Regions from separate parts of the Oryctolagus cuniculus genome. Here region 2 is linked to region 1. A link is a contact called in public Hi-C data. All regions are on one chromosome and are shown on one strand. The core of a region is the stretch at or near the end of the contact, and the rest is flanking DNA. Distances in the headings are between cores, read along the strand shown.

Region 1 (6,451 bases), core at 3,653-6,152:
CACACACTCAGGCGTATGCACACAGACTAAAACAGAAGTTTCACATTAGTATTTACAATTAGTACATGTGATGGTTTGGAGTATTTCCCATTCTGCTTTACTTCATTTTTGTAAAGCACATGTCATGACCTACTAATGAGCTATACCCACATCTTCGAAACCAGTGAACTAAGTAAACTAGTTACATGTTATTTCCTATAGTACCTCCTACTTCTCAATGGACCTTGAGTTTTCCAGAACTTACTTCTGAAAGTATTTTATCAATGTCACTACCTATGTGCAAGCTTTCAGGAGCTGACTTTTAGTGAGCTGCCAGTGAGTTGACTATAACATTTATGTTCTGTTCTGTAGAAAATGGTTAACCAAAATAATATATGCAAAAATTGGAATAATATAGACAAAAATGGATTTGTTCAGGCCATATAACATATTTTAAAGGGAAAAAATGAAAGACAAGAGCCAAAAAAGCAAACAAAAATGTGGAAATGAGGAAGTAAAAGACTGATCATGAAGACATACAAAATAAATTTGGATAAAAAAATTTTCCATTAACCAAAACTGTTGAATTACATTCTCACATAGTAAATAATAAACATATACTTCTGTAAGAGGTCTATTCTGTGATACCATTTGATTGCCTGTTCTCATATTCTATTGTGTGGCAAGGGCCAGAGTATTTCTTTAGTAATATTTATACAGATGATTAACCTTTGTTAAAGATATCTTGTTAGAGATCCCATAATTATTCATGAGGTTGTAAATGGAGATTGAGCATGTAATCTGAATTTCTTGCTCAAATTCAGACCTTGGCCCCACGTTTCATTAGCTACGTAAACTTTCTAACTTACATACCACTATTGGACTTTTTGACAAAATGCCTGACTTGATCCTAATCAGGAGGAAACAACTCCAAACTCACTGGAAATCAAACAGTGGGGATGACGTTGTAGCACAGAGGTTAAACCCACCACCTGCAGTGCTGGCATCTCATATGGGTGCCAGTTCATTTCCTAGCTGATTCACTGCTGATCCAGCTCCCTGCTAATGGCCTGGGAAAAGCAGCAGAAGACGGCTCAAGTGCTTGGGCCCCTGCCACCCACATGGGAGACCTGGATGAGGCTCCTGGCTTTGCTGTGGCCATCTGGGGAGTGAACCCACAGATGGAAAAGCTCTTTCTCTCTCTGGCTCTCTCCCCCCGTAACTCTGAAGTTTAAATAAATTTTAAAAATATTCAAAAATAAAAGCAATCAAACAAAAACTGACCTGCACTCCTCTGAAGTGTTAAAGTTATGAAAAAAGAGGAATACTACAGAAATGTTCTAGGTTGAAGATGCTGACAGATAAATGCAAGGTTGTTTTATTTTTCTGCTGTAAAGAATATTATCAGGAAATTTGAAGATGCTATTTCATCTATGTTAACTTCCTGATTTTAATGATTATTCTGTAATTATGTACAGAATGTCTTTGTTTTAGGAAAATTTATTCTTGGGGCCCGTGCTGTGGCATAGCCTGTAAAACTGCCGCCAGCAATGCTGGCATCCCATATGGGTGCCAGTTCCTGTCCCATCAGCTCCACTTCCAATCAAGCTCTACATGGCCTGGGAAAGCAGAAGATGGCCCAAGTCCTTAGGCCCCCGCACCCACTTGGGAGGCCCAGAAGAAGCTCCTGGCTCCTGGCTTCAGATCAGTGCAGCTCTGGCCGTTGCAGCCAATTGGGGAGTGAACCAGAGGATGAAAGACCTCTCTCTCTCTCTCTCTCTCTCTCTCTCTCTCTCTCTCTCTGCCTCTCCTCTCTCTATGTGTAACTATGACTTTCAAATAAATAAATCTTTAAAAAATTAAAAAAATATAGTCTTAAATGATTAGGATAAAAGGTAATGCATTTGCTACTGACTGGTAAAAGCTTAGAGAGACGGAATGATACAGCTAAGGTACAAAATTGTTTCATCTCAGGAAATTGAAGAATATATGGCAATTCTTTGTGTTACTTTTGCAAAATCGTCAGTGGACCACAGACCTTAAAAATGAACGTAGTTAAAATGAACTGAAAAAGCTCTTACGAAGATTAAAATGGGTAATTTGTGTAATGCTGAGAATTCTCCTAAAACATGGTAGATACTAGATGTCTCTGCTACCACAAAATAAATCTGTTTCAAAAATGTTTAAATTTCTGCTGAAAATGTGCAAAAACAGGACCTGTTGGTGAAATGGCTAGAGGCAGATCACTAAAACATAGGCTTCTTTGTAAATAACACGAATAATTAAAATTCTAATAAAGATTTCAACATAGTCAGATCTTCACTGGCATGCTGGATAGTAATTTCTCGTTAGGCTCCAAGGGGGCCTTCATTTTGAATGGAAACCAGTTTCATCAAAATAAAATATCTGATCCAGCAAACCACATTTCAATTTTGAAATCACAAGACCAAATGTTTCTGGAGATGTGTCAGCTTCACCCTTAATTTCACCAGAGAGCTATGTGTGTGGTGGGCCCAGTCACTACACCAGCTGCCAGAATTTATACTTTTAAATTGTTATCTTTAGTTCTTCATATACTGAGTAAGATTGTCTCTGAGGCAAAGTTTAACCCTGCTTATGAATATTTTAAAACAGTAATAAATCATGAGAAAATCACAAATAAACTTGACTGCTTTTTAAAAAAATATATAATTCCCCTAAAAGTTATGAGCCAATTTCTTTTGTAGAAACATGTATTACAGAAATGGACTGCATTATTTCTTAAGTAGGAAAAATAAAAGATGAATTTTGTGAAGCACTTATTAAGCACGGGCAATTTGAACCAAGAATAGTATTACTAAGAAGTAGAGTGAACTCTATTGAGAGTCTTAGAAAAGGGAATGAAATAAAGAGCCATCTTCCTGGAATTGAAGCGTCCTTAGAACAGATGGACTGGATATCTTCTAGAGTTTGTATCCAGCCCTGTGTACAGATTCACTGTGTTCACAAGTCAAATCCAGATCTTTAGTAGGGTCAACAGTAATTACTCCTGTGGTCAAGAATTGTTTAAAATTGTCTTCATAAACCACGAGTGGCTTTGTTATTCGTTCAAGTAAATTTCAAATATTCAAACACTGCAATTTTTAAATAAAGGGTGAATAAAAGAATTCCAACTCCTCGGCTCTAAAATGTTTAGAAGTAATAGATGAATGAGGGGTTAGCCTAAAGATTTCCAACAACGCACAAGAGGCAATGTTCGAGAAAGACTTTCACCACATCCTCATTTTCTCTAGTCACAGCACATGGTCAATTGTGTGAAGAACACATAATAAGTAAGTTGGAAGTATGTTATGATGTTCTGAATTGCAATATGTAGAGAATTAAAGATTTTTTTAAAATATTTTATTTATTTGTTTAAGTGGTAGATTTACAGAGAGAGGGAGAGATGAAAGGTCTTCCATCCGCTGGTTCACTCCCTAAATGGCAGAACGGCCAGAGCAGGGCTGATCTGAAGCCATGATCCAAGAGCTTTTTCTGGGTCTCCCATGTAGGTGCAGGGGCCCAAGCATTTGAGCCATCTTCTACTGCTTTCCCAGGCCTCAGCAGAGAGCTGGATTGGAAGTGGAGCTGCCAGGACATGAACCAGCACCTGGATGCCTGTTCCACAGGTGGAGGGTTAGCCTACTACGCCACAGCGCCACCACTGAGAGTTAGAGATTTTGCACTTGAGAATTTCAGGTATTTTTGTATGAACATATAGCATAACATACAGATTATCATTTTAGGGGCAAGTGTTTACTTTAATGATTAAGATTCTAGTTAAGACTCCCACATCTACAATAGAGTACTTGGGTTTGTCTGCTAGATCTGGCTCCTTCCTGGCTCCAGTTTCTTGCCAATGCAGAAGGGGGGGGGGGGGGGGCGGCGGCAGTGTAACTGGGTTCCTGCCATGTACATGCATGGGAGACTTAATGGGAGTTCCTGTCTCCCTGTTTCTGCCCCAGTTGAGGATAATTTTGGGCATTTAGGGAGTGAGCTAGTGTATGGGATCTCTGTCTCTATCTGTCTCCCTAATAAGTAAATGACATAAAATAAAAATTACCATTTTAACCATTTTTAATTACATAGTTCAGTGAAATTAAGTACATTCACATTGTTGTGTAGCAATAACCATGACCCATTTCCTAAACTTTCCTCACCTTCATATGCAATTATGATTTATTTGAAAAGACTGAACATACATACATGAAAAACTGAAGTTCATTAGTACTGTCTCTATTTTTGAAAAATTGTATGTCAAACATATTTTTATTTACATATAAATGAACATTGAATGAACTCAATTTTTAGATTTTGCCTTCACTTTCAATATGTACAATGTTCATTATTTTTCGCCCTACTAATATGTGAGATTTATGTACATAAAAGTAATCCACAGCATTTTCAAGAAAATTCTGTAGAAATTGAGCCTCAGCAAAATATTTAGCTCAGTACGGATCAAATGCTGCCTACTTGGAGGCAAAAATAATTATGTGACTTCTGTAACAGAGAGTTGGATTCTCCAGTAATAAAATTAGTAGTTGTTGCTAAATTGAAATTAAAATTTCATTGCATCCAAGTAAAATACAAAAGAAAAACTTCTTCCTTTCAAACTCAATTCTTATGAGAAAAGAAAAGGTATAAAATACGGGAATGCTTTATAATTTCAAGAAAAGAAAGCCATTTCTTGTGTTGTGGAATAAGACATTTTTTCTTATGTAAATCGCCTATTTTGAATTGCTAAGTGGTACAATTCACTGTGTGTTTTCAATATTACATGTCCTGGTGTATGATAGCAACTTTAACAACAATAGTCACAGTCATAACTCTCAGTAATTGGTAGCCTACTATGAGTCAGTATTTGACTTACACTCTTCTAGTTGTGTTAGTAAACTGTAAATGAGTGGGAGAAAAAGGGCCTCAGGGACGATAGGTGAGTAACTCACTCTCTCAGTAAGGAACATGCTGTATGTCTTCTATATCATTAGCATTAGGAATCTTGCATTTCCTCTTGATACCAGTATGACTATCACATCATCTTGGCCAAAGAATGTTGTTGGTCCCATGTGTATTTTCCCACTGATCTGTAAGCTTTCGTCCCCACTACAGTGTTAGAGCCTTGTCTGCATCAGTCTCATTTCCTGGAAAGATCTGCATCTCACGAACTTTACAACTTTAACTAATGTTAAGGGTTATATCAACTATCAGAATAACAAACAATATCATAATAAGAAAGAATAAAATTAAGTTTATTAAGTACAGAAGTGGGCATGCTAATAAAAACTTTGACTCATAAACACATGATTTCAAAATCAAAGTAGACTAACATTTAAAAAATATTTATTTTCATTTTAAGGCAGAGAGATATAAAAAATGCAGAGAGACAGAAACAGACAGAGACAGAGTTCTTCCTTTATTGGTTCACTCTCAAAGGCCTGTAACAGTTGGGGCTGGGCCAGGACCAGGTAGAAGCTAGGAGTCCAGAAATCCATCCAGGTCTCCCACATGGCTCACAGGGACCCAAGTACCTGAGCCATCATCTGTCCCTCCCAGAGTGCACATTAGTTGGAAACTGGCTTGGAAGCAGAGTAACTGGTGTGCAAACCATGCATTTGATTCAGGAAGTGGGAATCTAAGCACTGATTTAAGTGTTGCACCAAACATCCTCTCCTAATTTTTTTTAATAGAACAAAATGAGGAGGTCTTCAAAAGAGTCTTGGAAAAATATGTTTCATGGAAAACTATGCTTGGATTTCAAACAGAAATCTGCATCAGAAAAAGCTTATCATATAATTCGATTTTTCTACAAACTTTCTGAAGTGCCCACATATATGCTCATTGGACAAAAAAAAATCAATGCAGCAAAGTATGAAGAAGAAACTAAATATATTTCCAAATCCCTTCATGAAAAGATAATATGCTTCCAGATACCACTTCCTCATGAATATATGGGTTCGTATGTGTTGGGATGCATGTATGATATTATATAGATGATTTCTTCCTATACTTGTGGTATGGTATATATTTGTTTTACTCAGGAATATGGCTGGCCCATTTCCCATGGTTATTGATATTGAGCTAATGTTGTCATTTTTACTGGATGCAAATTTTCCTTATATAAAATGCTAAACTGAAGAAACATAATATGATTTCAAAATCTTCACTGTCCTAAATAATGCTGGGCATAGAATTTTAGTGTGACATTTTAACTCCATTAGATGATGAGCATTTAAAGTAAATTACGATTAACTGGTTATCTGTGTTCAAAAATAGAAGTATGGTTGGACACTATAAAATTATAAGCTACTCTATAATAAGTAGAGAAACATGCTGTTGGTTACTCATACTGATTTGCCAGAATTCATACAGAAATTGTTAGAAGTCAATTCATGTTTTTCTATAGTATATTATTGAATGATATTTAAATATTAACAGAATAAGACTACCTCAAGAC
Region 2 (6,676 bases), core at 765-3,264, 190 kb before region 1:
AAGATTTTTGTAATATTTTGTTTCTCTAAGAGTAGAACTTTTCTTGCAATACATGCAGTCAACAGTGTAATACAGTTTATAATAATGCATTGGGCAAACAAATAAGATTGGTTATCTTTTAAGAAAAGAATCAACCAAATGTCCCCAGCCTGTAACCATGTGGAGTTTCCTTTGAGGAGGCTTTCTGTACAGGACAGGAAGTAGGAATGAGGTGTGATTATTTGGCACAGTGGTTAGGTTGCTGCTTGTGATGCCACGCCACAGGTTAGAGGGTCTGCGTTCAAGTCTCGGCTCCACCTCCACTTCCAATTCTAGCTTCCTGGTAATGGGTTCTCTAGGATGAAGAAGGTGATCACTCAAATAGTTCAGTCTCTGACAGTCATGTAGGAGACCTGGATGGAGTGCTGTGTTCCTGGTTTGGGCTGTAGCTATTGAGGACATGAGGGGAGTAAACAAGCAGATGGAAAGTATCTCTCTCTCTTTCTCTCGCTTCCTTTCAAATAAAATGAAAATAAATGAATTAAAATTTTCAAAAAGTAGGAATAAAGATGGAAAAGCCACTATCCAATTTTCTCCCTTGTAAATTAGAGATTACATATCACTTCATAAAATTGTGAAGATAAAATCTATAGCAGTTAAAACTATATTTTAGTACATATTTAATTAATTTTTAAAGATTTTCTGTATCTATTTGAAAGAGCTACAGGAGAGGGACACACACACACACACAAACACACACGGGTGGGGAGAGAGAGGCAGAGAGAGAGAGAGAGAGAGATCTACCATCTATTGGTTCACTTTCTAAATGGCTGTAATGCTTGGGGCTGGGCCAGGCTGAAGCCAGGAACTCCATACAGATCTCCCACATGGGTGCAGGGGTCCAAGAACTTGTATACCATCTTCTGCTGATTTCCCAGGCACATTAAGAGGGAGCTGGATCAGAAGTAGAACAGCCAAGACTTGAACCTCCACGCACATGGGATGCTGGTGTCAAAGGCAACAGCTTAACCTATTGTGTTACAATGCAGGCCCCAAATTTTTGCATGCTGTGATGAGGATGATGATGACATAGATGATACTAATAATTTTGGATGTGTTAGACATTGTTGTGCCACAGTAACTGAATATCATTTATTGTGTAATTTATCATGAGCAAAAATTTACTTGGCCCATGGTTCTGTAGGCTGGCAAGTCCAAGACTGAGGCGCCACATCTGGAAAAGGCCTCTTTGCTGCATTATAATATAGTGAGCCTCTTATGGATAAGAAGAAGAAGAGAGAGAGGAGGCCAGACTAGTCCTGTGCGAGGACCTCAGTTTTGAGATAATGCACATTCTCCTGCGATAAAGGCATTGATCCATTCATGAGGATAAAGCCCTCATGACCTAATCCACTCTTAAAAGCCTTACCCCTCCACACTGTTCACATGGGGGATTGCATTGGGGATTAAGTTTCCGACATGTGAACCTTGGGGGTCATATTCAAATAAAAGCAGTGGTGCTGCTTCATTTCAGGTATCACCCAAGTACATCTGAGAGTAGGAGCAAAAAAGTAGCCACTGAGGAGAAGGAACGTTTGCGAGGCTGAAACAGCACTAAGGGATACTAGCATTGGTTCCGATGGTGACATTCACTTGAAGTGGTTGAGCATCAATCACTTTAGTAATTCAGGAGATCAGAAGTCAATCTGGAGCACAAACAATGATGGCGGCGTGATTGACAGCTAACATCCTTTCTCTTCTCAGCTGTGTGTATGTGGAACCTGGAATACAAATGAATCTGCTCAAGGAGCTGAGAGTTTATCTTGAACCCTGATTAATCATCATATTATTGCAAACTTGGGGCTATGTCTGATATATTGCTAAACAAAATGACTATTGCATACTTCATAGAAAGGGGACCCAGCATGTCTCACAAAGTCAATGGCCTTAGCACAAATTTCCAAAGTCTTAGTAAGTCACTAGACTAGCTTCATTAAGTCAATGGAATGCTGCTCAGTGGACTGGGAGCAGCTGCAAGTCAGGAATGTGTGAAGAAATCAAATAGCTGGCTGCCCTGCTCTGGGTGAGTTGTCTAAGCTCAGGAAAAGAAAATACTTGGAATTGGGAGCACTTTATGACCCGTGTGTAGTGTACAGTGTGAGATTGTTCTGGGAAGTGTTTAGACACCATTTCTCAGCAAATAGACCACGTAGCGTCTTCACTGAATTCACGAGTAGGTGGTAAAAAGTGCTCATTCAACATACTGAGTTTGGCATGGACCTTTTTATATTTTCTGTACTCCCTCTAGTATTTACAAAATGTTACTCTCTCGTGAAGTCTTTCAAAAATATTTGTTGAATATATGCTGTGTTAGGGCCTGGACATACAAAAAAACTACATCTAAAAGAGCATGTGAATTGATTAGGGGAGATGTACATTAAAAATAATTCTAGTTCACTTTTATAAGTCTCATACAAGAGATTTTGAGTGAAAATGACGCTGGATAATCGTGTCTACAATGCCCCATCTGCCTCAGGCATACAGCAATGATAAGTGAAGGACAGCAAGTGAAATGTAAGGCTATACTAAGAAACCAACTGCAATTGACGTCCTACCCTGCCAGGTCTCTGGTCTTTTTGTCTACAGCTTTGATGAAGGAGAGATAGATGTATCGACAGGTCCTCCTCCATACCCTTTGAATAATACACACTCTATCTCTGTGTGGCATTTTACAGAGCTTCACTGTGTTGATAAATCCTTTAGCACCACGTTGGAAAGTATGTATTTTTATTTTTGCACTATTTTGTGCTTCATTTCTTAAGCTTAAAGCCTTTTGTTATTTAATGTTCACTTAGACATGGAACAATCACAATGCCCCTCTAAATATTTGTATAATACTTAGAAGACTGATACATCAAAACATAAGGATTTAAGTTATACTATCAGATATTTAAATGATTATGAGCTTAGTGGATTTTACTTAGCTAAGTTAATTAAAATCAAACTGTAGGATACAAACTTCTATAACATGCATTGAACATCTTTAAGACAGTTAAAACAAAAAATATCAGATCAATGGTAAATGTTATAGTAAAATTAAAATAGTTGTAAAGTGATGACATATTTAATTACATTAACTATTTCATTTCATATCTATATTCTCATTTTTGCTCTTATGCTTTTACTTGATCAATTGCAGTAATTTTACCAGATGCAGATTTTTGCACCCATTTTAAGGTAGAAAAAATTTTTCCAATCCCCAAAGTAAAAAATATTCTTAGACTGGCCACATAGGTGCAGGGTTTGTGATCTTGGATATTTGGTTCATAGTTGAATTTCAAGACACAAATAATTCAAAGTGAGTCAAAACTGATCAACCGGTTTAGGATGAGTCCTTTTAATAAAGCTCAATTTTTGTTTCCTGAGAATTTAAATCCATTTGTTTTATGAGATGTTATCATTGTGAAACTTGCTGCTTTCCATGAATTACGTATGGTTATAATGGACAATAATACCAACTCATTGTTCTGTTATTACAAGATTTTAAAAATGTATGTAAAAGAGGGCCGGCGCCGCAGCTCACTAGGCTAATCCTCCGCCTTGCGGCGCCGGCACACCAGGTTCTAGTCCCGGTCAGGGCACCGGATTCTGTCCCAGTTGCCCCTCTTCCAGGCCAGCTCTCTGCTGTGGCCCGGGAGTGCAGTGGAGGATGGCCCAAGTGCTTGGGTCCTGCACCCCATGGGAGACCAGGATGAGTACCTGGCTCCTGCCATCGGATCAGCGCGGTGCGCCGGCCGCGGTGGCCATTGGTGGGTGAACCAACGGCAAAGGAAGACCTTTCTCTCTGTCTCTCTCACTGTCCACTCTGCCTGTCAAAAAAAAAATGTATGTAAAAGGTACAAATTTCATGTATTTAACATATAGTATATATAGTTTTAAGTACATAATGATGCTTCCTACCTTACCCTCCCTTACTCACACCCTCCTCCCTTCTTATTTCTCTTTTAATTTTTGAAACGATATTCTTTGTTTTTCTTTCTTTCTTTCTTTCTTTCTTTCTTTCTTTCTTTCTTTCTTTCTTCCTTTCTTTCTTCCTTTCTTTCTTTCTTTCTTTTTTAAGATTTTATGTATTTGAGAGGTAGAGTTACAGACAGTGAGAGGGAGAGACAGAGAGAAAGGTCTTCCTTCCGTTGGTTCACTCCCCAAATGGCCGCAATGGCCAGAGCTGCGCCAATCCAAAGCCAGGAGCCAGGAGCTTCTTCCTGGTCTCACATGTGGGTGCAGGGGCCCAAGGACATGGGCCATCCTCCACTGCTTTCCCGGGCCACAGAAGAGAGCTGGATTAGAAGAGGAGCAGCCGGGAAAAAAACCGGTGCCCATATGGGATACTGGTGCCTCAGGTGGAGGATTAACCTACTGTGCCACAGCGAAGCCCCAAATGATACACTTCTATTTCAATTTACAAATGTAACTCTTCACTAAATAAAGATCTCGACAAGGAGTAAGCAGAAAAATGACTGTTCCTCAGAAGAGTAGGTTGGTACTAATGAGTTGAAGAAAAATGTATCCTATGACCCAGAAAAATCATTTTTAGGCATATTTCCTAATTGCGTTTTCATTACTGTGTGAGGAAATAAGTTAGAGTATTGACTGTTATAAATAACTGAAGCATTTTTGGGGGTGTGATACCCAAAAACTCATTGCCAAATCCAATCTCATGATTTCCCCATTCATTATCTTCTAAAAGTTTTAGAGGCGCAAGCATTTGGCACAGCAGCTAAGACACCACTTGGGGCACCAGCGCTGTGGCATAGCGGGTAAAGCCGCTGCCTGCAGTGCCGGCATCCCATATGGGGGCCGGTTCAAGTCCTGGCTGCACCACTTCCAATCTAGCTCTCTGCTATGGCATGGGAGAGCAGTAGAAGATGGCTCAAGTCCCTGGGCCCCTGCACCTGCATGGGAGTCCTGGAAGAAGCTCCTGGCTCCTGGCTTTGGATCGGCACAGCTCCAGCCATTGTAGCAGTTGGGGAGTGAACCAGCAGATAGAAGACTTCTCTCTCTCTCTCTCTCTCTCTCTGCCTCTCCTCTCTCTGTGTAACTCCGACTTTCAAATAAATAAATAAATCTTTAAAAAAAAAAAAAAAAGGACACCACTTGGGAAGCCTGCATCCCATATTGGAATGTCTTGGTTTAAATCCTGGCTCCTCATTCTAGCTTTCTGTTGATACTCTACTCTGAGAGACAGCAGGTGATGGCTCAAGTGACTGAGTCCTTGCCACCCATATGGGAGACCAGAATTGAGTTTCTGGCTCCTGGTTTTGGCCGTTCTAGCCCAGCTGTTATACACATCGTGGGAATGAACTAGTGGATGGACAATCTCTCTCTGTCTCTGTTACTCTGGCATTTAAATAAGTAAATATATAAAATCTTCAATAAATGAAGAAAAAAGATATAATAATTATGTAAAGAAACTTTTTATAGTTTTAGCTTTCATTTAGATCCATGTAGGTTCTTGGTTCATTTTGAGCCAATTTTTAAAATTAATTAATTGATTTATTTAATTGATTTGACAGAGAGGGAGTGGTTAAGAGTGGAGAGAGAGAGAGAGGAATAGCCTATTTGCAAGTTCATTCCCTAAACATCTGTAATGGTCCCAGGCTATGGTACAAAGCTGGGTTCTGGAACCCAATTTGGGTCTCTTATGTGGGTAGCAGGAACCCAGCTACTTGAGTCATCACCAGTACCTCCTAGGGTTTGTTTTAGCAAGAAGCTGGGATTGAAATCTTCAAGCCAGGAACTGAACCCAAATACTCTGATATAGGCTATAGGTGTCCCAAGTGGCATCTAAAACAGTAGGCCAGGCATCCACCTTCTTTTGAGTTAATTTTTATACAAGGCATAGATAAGGATCTGATTTCACTCTTTTGCATGTGGATAGCCAGTCTTCTCAGTACCATGTGTTTGAAAAGATCATCCTTGGTCGGCGCCGCGGCTCACTAGGCTAATCCTCCACCTGCGGTGCCAGCACCCAGGGTTCTAGACCCGGTTGGGGAGCTGGATTCTGTCCTGGTTGCTCCTCTTCCAGTGCAGCTCTCTGCTGTGGCCTGGGAAGGTAGTGGAGAAGTGCTTGGGCCCTGCACCCACATGGGAGACCAGGAGGAAGCACCTGGCTCCTGGCTTTAGATCGGTGCAGCGCACCGGCCATAGCAGCCATTTGGGGGTTGAACCAGCGGAAGGAAGACCTTTCTCTCTGTCTCTCTCTCACTAACTCTGCCTGTCAAAAAAAAAAAAAAAAAAAAAAAAAAAAAAAAAAAAAAGAAAGAAAAGAAAAGAAAAGAAAAGAAAGAAAAAGAAAGAAAGATAGAAAAGATCATCCTTTCCCTATCAGATTGTCCTGGCACCATTGTTGAAAACCATTTCACCATATATGTGAAGATATATTTCTAAGGTTTCATTTCTATTCCACTGTTCTATTCATCTGTCTTTATGCCAGTACAATACCATTTTGGTTACTGTAGCTTTGTATTGAGTTTATTTTGAAAACCAGAGTTACAGGGTGGGTGCGGAGGAAGACAGAGAGAGAATTCCCATCCCTTAGTTCATTCTCCAGATTGCCACAAAGGCCAGCACTGGGTGATGCTGAAGCCAGGAGCCAGGAACTTCCTTCAGGGAAGGGCCCCAAACACTTGGGCCATCT

What was found. Hi-C and Micro-C count contacts between places; a contact is called where the count stands out from the background.
Region 2: a contact with region 1 is called in a Hi-C map of liver, with 5 times the contacts expected there. The contact joins two enhancer-like sites. A contact is called at or near these places in 6 of 6 Hi-C or Micro-C datasets (ear pinna, embryonic fibroblasts, liver and 3 more).

What each region holds. Positions count from the first base shown.
Region 1 is chr1:157,142,857-157,149,307 of mOryCun1.1, reverse strand. No RefSeq gene overlaps it. Among named protein-coding and RNA genes, the nearest start is that of ALDH1A1, 86 kb to the left of the region's middle. Within about 2 kb of position 4,902, at least 1 of the 8 cell types and tissues checked has an H3K27ac peak or open chromatin away from gene starts, as enhancers often do.
Region 2 is chr1:157,327,574-157,334,249 of mOryCun1.1, reverse strand. No RefSeq gene overlaps it. Among named protein-coding and RNA genes, the nearest start is that of ALDH1A1, 99 kb to the right of the region's middle. Within about 2 kb of position 2,014, at least 1 of the 8 cell types and tissues checked has an H3K27ac peak or open chromatin away from gene starts, as enhancers often do.